Regions from separate parts of the Zea mays genome. Here regions 1 and 3 are each linked to region 2. A link is a contact called in public Hi-C data. All regions are on one chromosome and are shown on one strand. The core of a region is the stretch at or near the end of the contact, and the rest is flanking DNA. Distances in the headings are between cores, read along the strand shown. Region 1 holds the start of LOC103504718 (Protein TONSOKU). Region 2 holds the start of LOC100381661. Region 3 holds the start of LOC100276258.

The links. Hi-C and Micro-C count contacts between places; a contact is called where the count stands out from the background.
Region 1: a Hi-C map of leaf shows a contact between it and region 2, with 2.4 times the contacts expected there. The contact joins the promoter of LOC103504718 here to the promoter of LOC100381661 in region 2. A contact is called at or near these places in 2 of 25 Hi-C or Micro-C datasets (both in leaf).
Region 3: a contact with region 2 is called in a Hi-C map of leaf, with 5 times the contacts expected there. The contact joins the promoter of LOC100276258 here to the promoter of LOC100381661 in region 2. A contact is called at or near these places in 2 of 25 Hi-C or Micro-C datasets (ear and leaf).

The regions. Positions count from the first base shown.
Region 1 is chr4:181,034,824-181,039,310 of Zm-B73-REFERENCE-NAM-5.0, forward strand. LOC103504718 (Protein TONSOKU) reads right to left here and starts at 3,131. Exons shown (of 20, transcript XM_008681025.2): 1 at 2,699-3,131; 2 at 1,144-1,941; 3 at 133-309. The coding sequence starts at 2,998.
Region 2 is chr4:181,520,098-181,524,797 of Zm-B73-REFERENCE-NAM-5.0, forward strand. It overlaps LOC100381661, which reads left to right and starts at 1,624. Exons shown (of 15, transcript NM_001318231.1): 1 at 1,624-1,789; 2 at 2,678-2,779; 3 at 3,657-3,762; 4 at 3,855-4,018; 5 at 4,198-4,558. The coding sequence starts at 2,762.
Region 3 is chr4:181,217,633-181,221,965 of Zm-B73-REFERENCE-NAM-5.0, forward strand. LOC100276258 reads right to left here and starts at 2,904. Exons shown (of 2, transcript XM_020552740.2): 1 at 2,447-2,904. The coding sequence starts at 2,732.

The sequences.
Region 1 (4,487 bases), core at 1,881-4,380, 480 kb before region 2:
ATTTGAAATCAGAATCAAGTAAACAAGAAAGGTGATCATACTAGTAGGATTCACTTCAAAAAAATCATACTAGTAGGATGCATGACAGCATATTCACAAATACAAATGAGGACATATAGGCTAGCAGCTCACCTCTAAGTTCCCTATCGACCGATATATGTTCCAACTTTTCATGTACCACTTACGAGCTTTACTGAAGTTTCTAAGCTTTTGGTATGATTCTCCTATCGACAGAAGAGAATCACTCAACTTTTCCTTATCGCGAAGTTCATTTGCTACCCTTTTTTTCCCTTTTGAGAATTCCTTGTGCTGGAGAACAAATAATTACATGAATGAGTCAAGAAATTACTATATTGCGCCCCGGTGCATTGTTGATATTAGTGAGGTGAGCATAAATGCATTTTTCATATTTGCACAATGTTTTAATCATTTCAGTTCTGAAATTCAGAAAGTAAATAAACTGATCAATAGTCGGTTTTCAAACATGATATACCAGATGAAAGTTATCTATGATTGGTTTTAATATTTTATCAGGCTCCCACATTTATGTTATATCTCAGGAGTTCAAAATGGGAATGGGCAGTGTGACTTTTCTGACGAAGCTGGTCACACAAAGACTATGGACCAAACCATTTCCCTTGGCACCAATCTAACATTAGAACACTGACAAATAGTTCCATCAAATCAGGTTACTTTTCTTTGCACTGCTCAGAAAGGTTTCAGGTTAACAGAATGCAGCACAAATATAGAATACAGGTAATTAAGTTGGAAGTTGCAATCCCTAATTGTGTAAATAAGTTAGTAAGACATTCCAAATAAAACATTCATATTTCTGACAAATAAAACTTTATGTTCAGATCCAGTAACCAATTATTTTTTTGGAGATCATATACAGTTTCAGAACTGCAACTCAAAAGATAAAACCAACAACAATTGTCCCAGTTCTTTCAGTCATAAAAACTATCAAGCATAACCTATAAACCGATTATTCATGCACATGCATAAAATAGGCTAGAAATGGGGAAAATCTCATTTGTGAATAAGATAAAAATAATAATAAAATAAATTCTCATGGATACGATGGTCCAAGTTTATAACAAGGTGAATAAAAATCTGGTACTAGTTACCGTGCGGTCCGCTTACTTTTTGCCATGCACATATCATCCTGGCCTTCTCAATAAGACTATCCAGCCATGCATGCTGATCAAGTAGGAGTTTTCTCTCTTTAGATGTTCCACGAGCATTAGAAGTGTCCCGGATAAGTTTTTTTAGCTTCAGTTCATCCTCCTTCAACTGCTCAAATACTTCAACTGCTTTCGTAACAGTTTCAATATTCTGGTGAATTTGTTCAATTAGAGCATCCTCATCTTCCAAGGATCTTGCTACTTCAAGAGCTTTATTGTAACAAAGTTTTGCATTGTCATACTTCTGAACTCGATAATGTAACTCCCCCAGATTTATGAATCCTTTTGCCTCACCTTGAAGATGGCGTATTTTTCTACATATCTCTATGTCCTTCTCAATGTGCCCCCTGGCTTTTTTCCAATTCTGTAGTTCAGTATAAACATTTCCGAGATTATGATGGAGCCTAGTGCGAGCATCATCATACGAATCTACCTCTTCGTCGTCGCATATCTTCAGGCCCTGGATAAGTAGTTTCTCAGCTTCTTCAAAATTATCAAGTTCCAGCTCAAGCATGCCCATATTATTGTACGCATCAATAAGTTCTTTTAGAAAGTCCGACTTTTGGGAAGGGGATCTCTCCTTTAGAATCCTTGCCAGCTTCATCGAAGATTTAAAGTACTTTTTTGCATTCCTTATGGCACTATGGTCATTTTCAGATCTTAGAAGGATTTCATGGTATGTTCTCCCAAGCTGTGTGGTAGCTCGCTGCTGCTCAACAAGGTCATCAGACTCCTTTGCGAGCTGTAGATGCTTCTTCTGTCAAGCCAACAAACATCAAGGTAAATGGAAGTTTGAGTTCATGTAGCAGAATCAGCAAAATGTATGAAATGAGGTCTGAGTATTATTCTAATTCTTAGCATCTCAATTATAACAAGAGGTTAGCATTTAACACCGGAGGCAGTGACCAAATCACCTAATGACCATATCTTGATAAATGTACATGCACTGTGACAGGGTAGATACAGCATGATCAGTAATACTCCCTCCATTTTTTTTATTTGTCGCTGGATAGTTGAATTTTACACTAACAAACGACGAATAAAAAAGATCGGAGGTAGATAATGTAATGTAATCCAACTATCCAAGGTCAATAAGCGTGTGAAAAAACTAAAACAATTAACATGTGCCTAAACCCAACACTGCAAGCCAAGGGTCACATATACATCACTAAATATCAGACCTTTGAAAGAATATATTATCATATAAGACAGATGCACTACCAGAAAGTCCACACCACAGCTGGTATTCAATTGTATATATATACAGTGCCTAATAACATAATTTGAGAATAATCGAACCCTACACTGCAGTCCAAATGCATGCCCAGATCAATAGTCCACCAAATGGTTAAAAATTCATAAATTCAGCACCGAAATTACAACTGCGAGTGGGAATGCATTAGCGTTATACTGCATAGCACACCTCCTGTCGTTTAAAACATCTGAAACCATGGTCGGTATTCGGTAGGCAAGTAAGCGAGATGGATGGTGGAATCTGAGGAGTGAGTAGTGACCTGGTAGGTGAGCGCCTCCGAGAAGCGGCCGAGGCGGAGGTAGACCTCGCCGAGCGACTGACAGGAGGGGAGGAGGTGCCGCTGCGGGAGGTGCTTTACGGAGACCTCGTAGTCCGCCCGAAGCCACCGGAGGGCCTCGACGTACTCGCAGCGGCGCTTGTAGATGTCGCCGATGACGTTAGCCCAGCGCGCCTCCTCCTCCCGATTACCCTCCGCCGACGCCTCCTTGTAACCGCGCTTCGCCCCCCGCAGCTCCTCCTCATCCTCCTTCTTCGACCGCCCCCCGCCGCCGCGCGCCATCGCCGCCGCTACGACTGAGGACCCGACGCCTGACTTTTTTCCCTTTTTCCACCCGAATTTTCCGTCAAGGGCCGAGAGGAAGGAAAACGCCGGACTGATCAGATGGAAGGGGATTCTCCCGCCAAATTATTTCAGGGCCCCGCCTCCAGTTTCACTAATCTCTTCTCTGCGTTTCTCGTGGGCCTGCGTAGGAAGCATGTAATATGGGCCATGGCCTGTAGGAGGAGGATATCTTAAGCTTCTGGGGTGTCTCTCTTGTTGTTCGGTCCTTCAATCAAAAAAGAAAATATATATATATAGAGCAGATATAACGGGAGCCATGGGTTTCTAATAGTTAAAGGAAGCTCAGGTCGATCATCCCTGCAACCTGGTTCAACCCAGCGCACCGACTAGACCAGGCTGTCGGTTGCACCACCCGCGCCCACGTCTGTGCGCGCAAAAAAGAATGCATGCATGAGTCAAAGTCAAACACGTCACTTGCATGCGCATAAATTTAGGAAAGATATGTACGGCGGTTTGTATTTTTAAATATTTTATTTCCTCCATAAATTTAGGATCGCTGCAACAGCCATGCAACTAGACTCGTAAGGACCATTTTATGATATATACTGCTATTAAATATGCTACCCTGTGTAGATAATTATGCAATTCGGTATACTGCGTAAAAATCTGTTACCACCTGCATGCACACGAATTTATGATGAAAATAATGTGTAATGAAAGGAAATGAATTACACGCATAGAAACAAAAATTCGTATTTAATGTTTTATTTCCTTCATAAATATAGGATCCCTCCAACAGCCATGCAGCTAAACACATTATATCTAGTTTATGATATATATTGGTACAAATTATACTATATGGTGTAGCTATTTATGCAATTCGTTACACTGCGTAAAAAATCTGGCATGTTGTTCACTGGTGGACGCATCTCCGGGTTGGAGCGTAATAACCTTAAGTTTTGAGCATAAAATCCTTCCATTATAAGCGTAAATACCGAGTCAATGTGAGAGGTTGATAGCTCTAGTAGGTTGTTATTACGATCCTATTTTTATGGCAGATCCGAAAAATATGGCAGCCGCATGCATGCGGTTATACAGATCCAAAAATTATGGCAAAATGCATGCATGAGTCAAACACGTTCTCTTGCATGCGCGTAAATTTAGGAAAGATATGTGTGGCGGGTTCTATGTTAAATGCTTTATTTCCTCCATAAATTTAGGATCGCTGCAACAGCTATGCAGCTAGACTCGTAATGACCATTTTATGATATATACTGATACTAAATATGTCATTGTAGATAATTATGCAATTCGGTATACTGCTTAAAAAATCTGGCATGTTGTTCACTGGTGGATGTATCTTCGGTGGAGCGTAAAAACCTTAAGTTTTGAGCATAAAATCCCTCAATTATAAGCGTAAATACCGAGTCAATGTGAGAGGTTGATAGCTCTAGTAGGTTGTTATTACTATCCTATTTTTATGACA
Region 2 (4,700 bases), core at 374-2,873:
AGACGCTCCCCAAAAATCTGATCGCCCGCACACCCGTGCAAGTGTATCTCTCTGCGGTCGGTGATTTCGGAGGCCTGCTCTCCCACTCTCTCTGTGCTCGCAGAAGATGGGACGGGAATGTATTGTTTGCAATTCGCGTGAGATAATTCGCATGACTGGAAGAGCCCTCCCTCTCTATTCTTATAGGCGGTCAGAAGGAGGGAGAAGAACAACGGACAGAAACGGTCGCGCATTAGAACTGGAAACTGACGACAGTAACTGACGTCGGTTATCATGACGGTCATCGCTCCAGGCAAAATGCGAAACCGTTTGAAAGGAATATTCGGACCAAGGTCCGATCTACCACGGCCACAGCCACGGCCACGGCCACGGCCACGGGGCCACGGCCCGGCCGGCGGCGGCGGCGCGCGCACGCGCGTGTGGCAGTCCTTCATCCTTTTCTCAACTTCTCAATAGATGCACCAATGGTCCACCTATTTAAGTTGATTGATTTGTCCTTTGAACTTCCAATATGGTACTAAATAATTAGTACACCATAGCATTAAAGTGGGCCATTAGCATTGACTATTATTGAATATTAATTTGGGCCAAGCCCACATTAATCCAACACCAAAGCTACTCACTCACTCAACCAACCACGGACAGTGGCAAGGGCAAGGTCACCGCCATTGTGCTGGTGCTTGTGCACTGATGGCGTGACATCGAACGAAGGAAGCAGAGGGTGAGATTCAGAGAAGGAAAAAGGGGTACTGGCTCAATCTGGGGGTAGGGATTGGGATGGCGGCGGTGTACCTTGAAGAAGATGTTGATGCATAGACCTCAACAAGAATTCCCCCATGCCCTCCGGCCTCCGTGCATCCTCTGGGTTGCGGGTTGCGGAGCCTCCCTGCGCGACGGTGGGTTGCAGCCGCGACATCCAGGCGTCCGTTCCGACGAGCCTCGAGGCGGGGAGCAGCGTATGCGGGTGGGATCGGACGACGGCGGCATAATCGGGGTAGGGGCAGGGGGGCGGAGTTCGTGGCCAGCCAGAACCGGGGGAGGGGAGGCCGGGGGCGACGGTTTCGGGGCGCGATCTAGGAGCGGCACCGTTGTGTGGGATCAGGGAACGAGACTGAAATGTAGGATCGTACGACTGAGATTATAGAATGGTAGACTGGATGGTTGAGATCGCAAAATGGCAGAACGACAGGCTACCCTTACCGCCTTAATAAGTAGTAGAGATGTATATCTCTCATGCAATTATTGCGATTTTTTGCATCCAAAGGTCGAAATAGAAATTTTCTGCATTTTGAAATTATATAGGATTTTAAGTTATATACAAATCTAATCATGCATTTTTTATTTTTGTGTTGTGAGAATAATACATTTAAAAGTGGCCTGAAAGTTGAAATATAATAATGTGACTTTCAGAGATGCTCTTGATCTGACACACACTGACAGCCGTCCAGATCAGACCCATTTTATCCCTCGACCCCGCCTCGAAAGAAATCCATACCGGCCCACTCAGCCCGCGCAGCCCATCCTCCAACCTGTTCCATTCATCTGTAACGGATCAAAGCCCACTTGTCCTTGTCCCTTCTCCCCTCCGGCCTCAGCTTCCCTTCCCCGTCGTCTATCCGCGTCAGTTTCGACTTTCGATTCCCCTCGCCCTCGCCGACGGCCAGACGCCGAACGTCTCGCCCTCTCCCGACGCTCCCCGCCTCCCCCTTGATCCGCCGAGCGCGGCGGCCGCCGCCGCCGCCGAACCCGATCTCCCCCCCTCCCGCGTGACAGGCACGGCCTCCCCTCGGTAAGGATGCCCCGTGCCCATGGTTTGCCCTAATTTCCCGACACGTACCCCGCGATCCCGCTCCCATACGACTTCCCTGCCGCCTTTTTGCGTCCTTCGATCCTTTTCTACGTGTGTTTCTTTTCGTTCATCCAGCGATTGCCGATGTGGAGTGGGATCGTGTTATATGTTCGCTGGAATTTTTCTTTGTTTTCCTGTGTTAGGTCGCGGAGATTTGTGTGCTCGTACCTGCGAAGAATTGATCGTGTGGGATTATATTCTACGGTTCGGTAGTTTCAGCGTCAGCTCTCATATGAAATGTTGCTGCTGTCGTGCTTTGCGCTGATCAGGTTATTCTGGAATGCACTAGTCTAACCAAATAACCCAGTGGTTTATCACACAGATAACCCTTCTACATGTTTAGCGGTGTTTAGAAGAATAGGCATGTTTCCATATTGTGCTGGCACATGGTCTGTTTCCTATTGTAAGGTTGGCCTGACTAATCTCTTAGTATTTAAAATTTCTGCAGTAATTGTGAGAATTGTAGCTACTTAATTTTCGAACGGTTGCCTTCTAGCTTAATATTTCCTGTCGTTTTTAAGTGACCCTTTTATATATTTTTATGAATTTTCTTTTTGCTGATGTGGCTTGATGGTTCTCATCTCTAGCTCTCCCCAACTTGCTTGAGACTAAACAGATTTGTTGTTGTCATGTCATTTGAACTGAATGACAGATATGTAACAACCAACTGATCTATGGATTAACTTGAATATAATGTCTGCCTTTCATTTTCATTGCTGCACTTGTTATATGTTGTTCAAATCGTTTTAATAAAAGGTACTTTTCTTTTTCAAAGGATTCCCTTACTGTACCGACTACTTATAAATGTATCCTTTTTTTCTGTTTCAGGTTGGAAGGGTTTGCTGTATCATGCATTTTTTGTGGATAATCTTCATTTTCTCTTGAGTCACCGATTCTTTTGTTGTCTTCAAAATGTCGGGCTTGCTGAACGTATGTACTTGCACAAGTATACTTGCCATTGGGTTTTCTTGCCACCATTATGTATTCATGTTGAAAGGCAGGCCTGGTGTAGTGGTGAGAGCTGTATCACTGAGTCACTAGGTCATGTGTTTGAAGCAGCCTCCGCATTTGTGGGGGAAGGATTGCTTCGATTTACCCCTTTTTCAGACCCCACTCATGCGGGACCCTCCAGCACTTGGTCTGCCCATTATGTATTTATATTCTTTCCATTTGTTTACCACATTGGGTCTAGAATGGATGTTTTTCTTTGGTGAAAGATAAATTTCTACAACTTTAGTCGTCAGCAGACAAATCTTTTTAGAGATTTCATGCAAGAGTTATATGAATGGAATCATCATCAAAACTACATTGCCAGTTGTCACAACAATATTTGTAATGTTCGATATATGTTACTTATATTAGGTGAAGTCAAATTTGGGCACTGTTAGACAGCCATATTTTTAATGTTTGATATACTCCCTATGTCTTTTTGCCTGTTATGGCATTGTACTGTGGTCCACTTCGGACCTTTCTCTCTTTCAATATAATGATGCACAGTTCTCCTGCGCGTTCGAGAAAAAAAATGTTTGATATACGGTACTTGTATTAGGTGGCAGTAAAGTTTGTGCACTGAGACTGTACCAACAGTTAAATCAGGGAAGATGTATTGTTTTGTTGTGATCTGGTAGGTCATTTGCTTGTTTGTACACTCCTTTTTTTTGTGGACAACAAATGAGTATTACATCTTGAACTCTTTGATGACTATCTCCTACTCAAACGTCTTTAGGGGCCTGCTTATCTCAATATGGTTTGCAGTCTTAACTCAATATTATGTTTATTTTTTACTAACTCATTTTTTCCTTGGCAGTCAAACCTTAATAGTTCGGCATCAAATCTTTCAGACTCAGCTGGAAGGCCATTTACAGCATCCTTTTCGGGTCAATCTGGATCAATTCCAGGTTTTCATCATTCTGGTGAGCATATATATAATACAAAAACTTTTGTTAGTTCATTTATACTACATGGCAGACATTAAGTAAGGTTTGTTTTCCTGACATTTTCAAAGGCTTGCATAACACTCATGGAAGTTACAATCTTCCGAGTATGCCTGGATCACTTGCACAAAGGAATGCTGCCATGAGTGGCCTTCCGTCCTCTGGGGTTCAACAACCTGGAGGTAGCATTCCTGGGAGATTCCCTTCAAACAACCTTCCAGTTGGCATGCCTCAGGTTCTAATGCTCACCTTTATTCATATAGTGCAATTCATTTCCTTATTTGGTGGTAAACATACATGTTCACTTTAATGTCTTATGGGATCCGAGAACCAATTTTTATAATTCAAATGTATGTGTTCTCTGTCTGCACATCCATGTGGAGCAAGATGATTTATTGTGTGGTCCCTTTGCAGATTCCTCATGCACATTCAGGTGTCAGTGGTAGAGGGATGAATTTTGGCGCAGGTCCGGCATTTAGTAGCAGCATGAATATTGGTGGTAACATCCAAGGCTTATCCTCGGGCTTGGGCTCCGGTGGTAATCGCAATTCTGTTCATGGGATGCCAGTATCTTCATCTATAGGAAACTCGGGTCAACGGATAAGTTCTGTAGGAAATATGGTAAGTGCAAGCAATATTGGAAGAAATATAGGCACTGGTGGTTTGTCCGTGCCAAGTATTGCATCACGAATCAATTTGAATGGTAGTGGTGGGAGTGGTAGTCTGAATGTGCAAGGATCCAGTCGAATGATGAATGGATTGCTTCATCAACAAGGTAATTGATTACATGTACCCATAAACAAGTGAAATGTTATATTTTTTAATAGATTTAGCTGGACTCCATGTGCTATGGTTGGCTGGCTTGTTTCTGGTCAGTTGTAGCATCAACTCTTTAACATTTTGAATATGTTGGTTGT
Region 3 (4,333 bases), core at 1,654-4,153, 300 kb before region 2:
GAGGAACCATGGAAGAAGTGTTCAGCATCTGCAATTGCAAAAGGGTTGCATCCTTATGAAAATCAGACCGCCTGGAAAGCGCATCAGCCACGCGGTTATCAACTCCTTTCTTATAGACTATATGAAAAGTCAATCCCATTAACTTTGTTAAAGCCTTTTGTTGCCATGTGGTCGTCACCCGCTGATCATCCAGATGTGTAAGACTTTGTTGGTCTGTCTTGATCACAAATTCAGCATGCTGAAGGTAGGGTCTCCACTGCTCGACAGCAAATAAGATAGCTAGACACTCCTTCTCATAAGTAGAGAGACCCAAATTCTTCGGTCCAAGTGCTTTGCTTATGTACGCAATGGAATGACCCTCCTGATGTAATACAGCACCAATGCCCAACCTGCTAGCATCAGTCTCGATGACAAAAACCTTAGAAAAATCAGGGATAGCCAACACCGGAGCCTGCACCAGCGCTGTTTTCAAAGCTTCAAACGCCTTCTGAGCATCAATAGTCCAAATAAACAGTTGATTCTTCTTTAACAGATTGGTTAAGGGTTTACTGGTAAGACCAAATCCTGCTACAAATCTCCGGTAATAGCCTGCCATACCCAGGAAACTACGCAATGCTTTCACACAATCTGGGGGAGGCCAGTTCTTGATCACTGTTACTTTCGCAGGGTCAGTGGAAATACCCCCAGCACTAATAACATGTCCCAGAAATTCCAACGTATCTTGACCAAAACAACACTTGGACTGCTTAAGCTTTAACTGATTTTGGTCTAGGATTTGAAAAACCTGTTCCAAATGTTGGACATGATGTTCCAAAGTATCACTGTAAACAAGTATATCATCCAGGAAAACCACTACACACTTGCGTAATAATGGAGACAATATGTGGTTCATGAAGTCCTGGAATGTGGCTGGGGCTCCTGTAAGTCCAAATGGCATGACCTTGTACTCATAATGACCATTATGTGTTTGAAAGGCAGTTTTATATTCTTCCCCTTCTTGTATCCGAATCTGATGATAACCAGCCCTGTGGTCCAACTTAGTAAATATTGTAGCTCCACCTAGCTCATCTGTGATCTCATCAAAAACAGGCATAGGAAACCTGTTTTTTACAGTGTAGGCATTGAGCCTCCTGTAATCAACACATAACCTCCACTCTCCATCTTTCTTCTTGACCAAGAGTACTGGTGAAGCAAAGGGACTTGAACTCTGTTGTATGATGCCAGACTCCAACATTTCCTGAATTTGTCTTTCTATCTCATTCTTCTGGTGTGGAGTATATCTGTAGGGTCGTAACCGGAAAGCTGTTGCTCCAGGTAATAGGGGAATAGAGTGATCAAATGGCCTCTTTGGTGGCAGTCCCTGAGGTGTAGAAAACAATTCCTGATACTTCTCTATCACTGCTGCAATTTCCGGAGGTATTTGCACCGGAACAACTTCCTTGTTGGATTCTGTGACAGTTCTGAGCTCCAACACATGCTCCACAGCTTCTTGTCTGATTAGTCCAGTTAATTGGATACTAGACAGAAGAGTACATGACTGTAATTTGGGTCTCACCCCTTGCAGCTGAACTACCTTACCTTGATATTCAAACTCCATCCACTTATCCATCCAGTGTATGGACATGGGGTTAAATTTTTCCAGCCAGTCCATTCCTAACACAATGTCATAACCGGCCAGTGGTAAAAATTTAAAATCAGCGTAGAAATTGATGCCATTACATAACCAGGGACAATCAGGTACCCAATATTCACTCCACAAGGTATTACCATCAGCCACCTTCACCTGAAGCGGATGTGGCAGTTTCTGAACCCCTTTTACTACCTCAATAAAGTGGTTACTCATGAAACTACCCGAGCTTCCAGAATCAACCAACACCAACATCTGGCATCCCTGAATATAAGCCCACAATTTGATGGTCTTGTTATGCTCACCACCATGTACTGCTGCTTCAGAAATAGCTAACACCTCCTCCTCAACAACCTTTTCTGGAGAATCATCTGTTTCCTCGGACTTTTCATCTTCTTCACCATGAGACACAACAGCCCACATTTCCTCCACTACATGCAGTGGTACACTGTTAGAACAACTGTGGCTAGGATTCCATTTTCCCCACATTTGAAACAAAGGCCCCTTGCCCTTCTATAATTCTTCAAGGCTGTAAGCTTTTGGTCACCCACCCGACTGTTGCCTACTAGTGGTTTACGTCGATCGTCAGGGATCACTGGGTTTCGACCTGTTAACAGGGAACTTGACTGTCCAGCCATAGGAGGCATTCTCATGGGAGCCTTAGAATATACCACCACTTCTCCTTTTCTGGTTTCCCTTCTTCCAGCACTTCCCATTACTTCTTCCTGCAATAGAGCTAATGAGCAGCGCCTATCATCCTCAGTCGGACGGTCAGACCGAGCGTGTGAACCAGTGTGTGGAAGCATACCTTCGCTGTAACCCCCATGAAGAGGAGGCGGTCGGAGCAAGCGGACATGACCATGAAGGGGCGCTCGGGCAGGACCAGGTAGGAGGCGCCGACCTGCGGGGGCTGGAGGTCGAGAAGGATGTCGCAGGCACCGGGCGCGAGCATCCATGCCCGCTTGTCGTTGGCGCCGAGGACGACGGGGATGAAGGAGAGTGCCACCCACGGGCGGGGATGGAACACGACCACCTCGTCGCGCTGCGGTTGCTCGCCCGCTCGAGACGACTCCCGCGCTATGAACGACGACGACATGGCTGACATGGCGCGGGGCGCGCTCAGCTTGCCTGGCCGGCGGTGGGATTGGGGCTGCGGCTTTGGAGGGTGGCGAGTTAGTTGGTTCGTTTCGTTTCGGTCCGAATCGCGCTGCTGGTTGATTCGAGGGGGATGGGAGGAGGAGAAGGGGACGGGAGAATCATAGGCGAGTGAGCACTGAGCACGGATGAGCAGGCAGGGAGGGAGGCTTGAGTTTGAGGAGCGTTTACGATTTCGAAAAAGAAATCGCGAAAAATAGAAAATTTCCGAAATTTCGGGAATTTTCGGTCAAAATTAAATAGATTTAGTATTTTTAAAACAAAAAATGATATAACTTAAATTAAAAATATTAATTTCGGAAACATATTTTTTCGGACCCCACCGAAATCAAGAAAATTTCAGAAAATTTCAGAAATTTTGGAAATTTCTGTCCGAAATTGTAAACCCTCATCAAGTCAGTTGCGGGCGTTTCATCCAAAAAAAATCATTGACTCATCACATCTATGATCTATCTGGTGTGTTTGTTGTGGTGTTTGGTTATAGTTTATTCACGGATTGCTAAGGTCATTGTGTTGTGGCTCCCGACTCGGTGCTAGATAGATGTCCAAATGGGCGGCACGGCCCGGCCCAGCCCGAGCACGACTTGGCCCGACCCGTTTGAGCCCGGCACGGTTAAGCCCGATCACTTAACCGTGCCGGGCCGGGCCGCCCGACGTGCCCAAATAGCTACCCGAGCACGGCACGGTGGAGGCCCGACCGTGCCGGGCTGGCCCGAATAGCACGGCCCATTTAGCAGCCCGGGCCAGCTCGAGCCCGCAAATCACACAACCGCCGGAGCTGCCTGGAGGAGGGAGCAGCCGAGCAGAGAGCAGGGAGCCCGCTGCGCCGAGAGCAGGGAGGAAGCAGCCGAGCAGAGAGCAGGGAGCCCGCCGCGCCGAGAGCAGGGAGGGAGCAGCCGAGCCGAGAGCAGGGAGGGAGCGCCGCGTCGATGCCCGAGAGGAGGGAGGGAGCACCACAGCCGAGGCCCGAGAGGAGGGAGCGCCGCCGCCGCGTCGAGAGGAGGGAGCCCGCGGCCCGCGCCGAGAGGAGGGAGCAGGGAGAGCCGCGCCGAGGCCCGAGAGGAGGGAGCGCCGCCGCCGCGCCGAAAGCAGGGAGCGCGGAGCACCGCGCCGAGGGGAGGGAGCCCACGGCCCGCGCCGAGAGGAGGGAGCATGGAGCGCCGCGCCGAGGCCCGAAGGAGGGAGGGAGCGCCGCATCGAGATCGAGAGCAGGGAGCGCCGCCGCCGCACGGAGAGGCAGGACGCAGGAGCGAGAGTGTGTTAGGTTAGGGTTAGGGCGCCGGACGCGCACGATTTATACAGACGGTGGCTGCGGTGTGGGCTGCTTAGGGTTAGGACAAAGTGGGCCGTTCGGGCATCACGTATGGCAGCCCAGTACGGTACCTGAGTTTTTGAACGGGCCGGTTTAAAGGCCCGACCGATAACGGGCCATGCCCGGGCTAGCCCAACTGGCTCAAATGTCTGTCGAGCCCGACACGCTCTACGGGCCGGGCTCAGCCCGGGCCCGCTTCAAACTGTGCCGTGCCGGGCTCGTGTCGTGCTAAAAACACG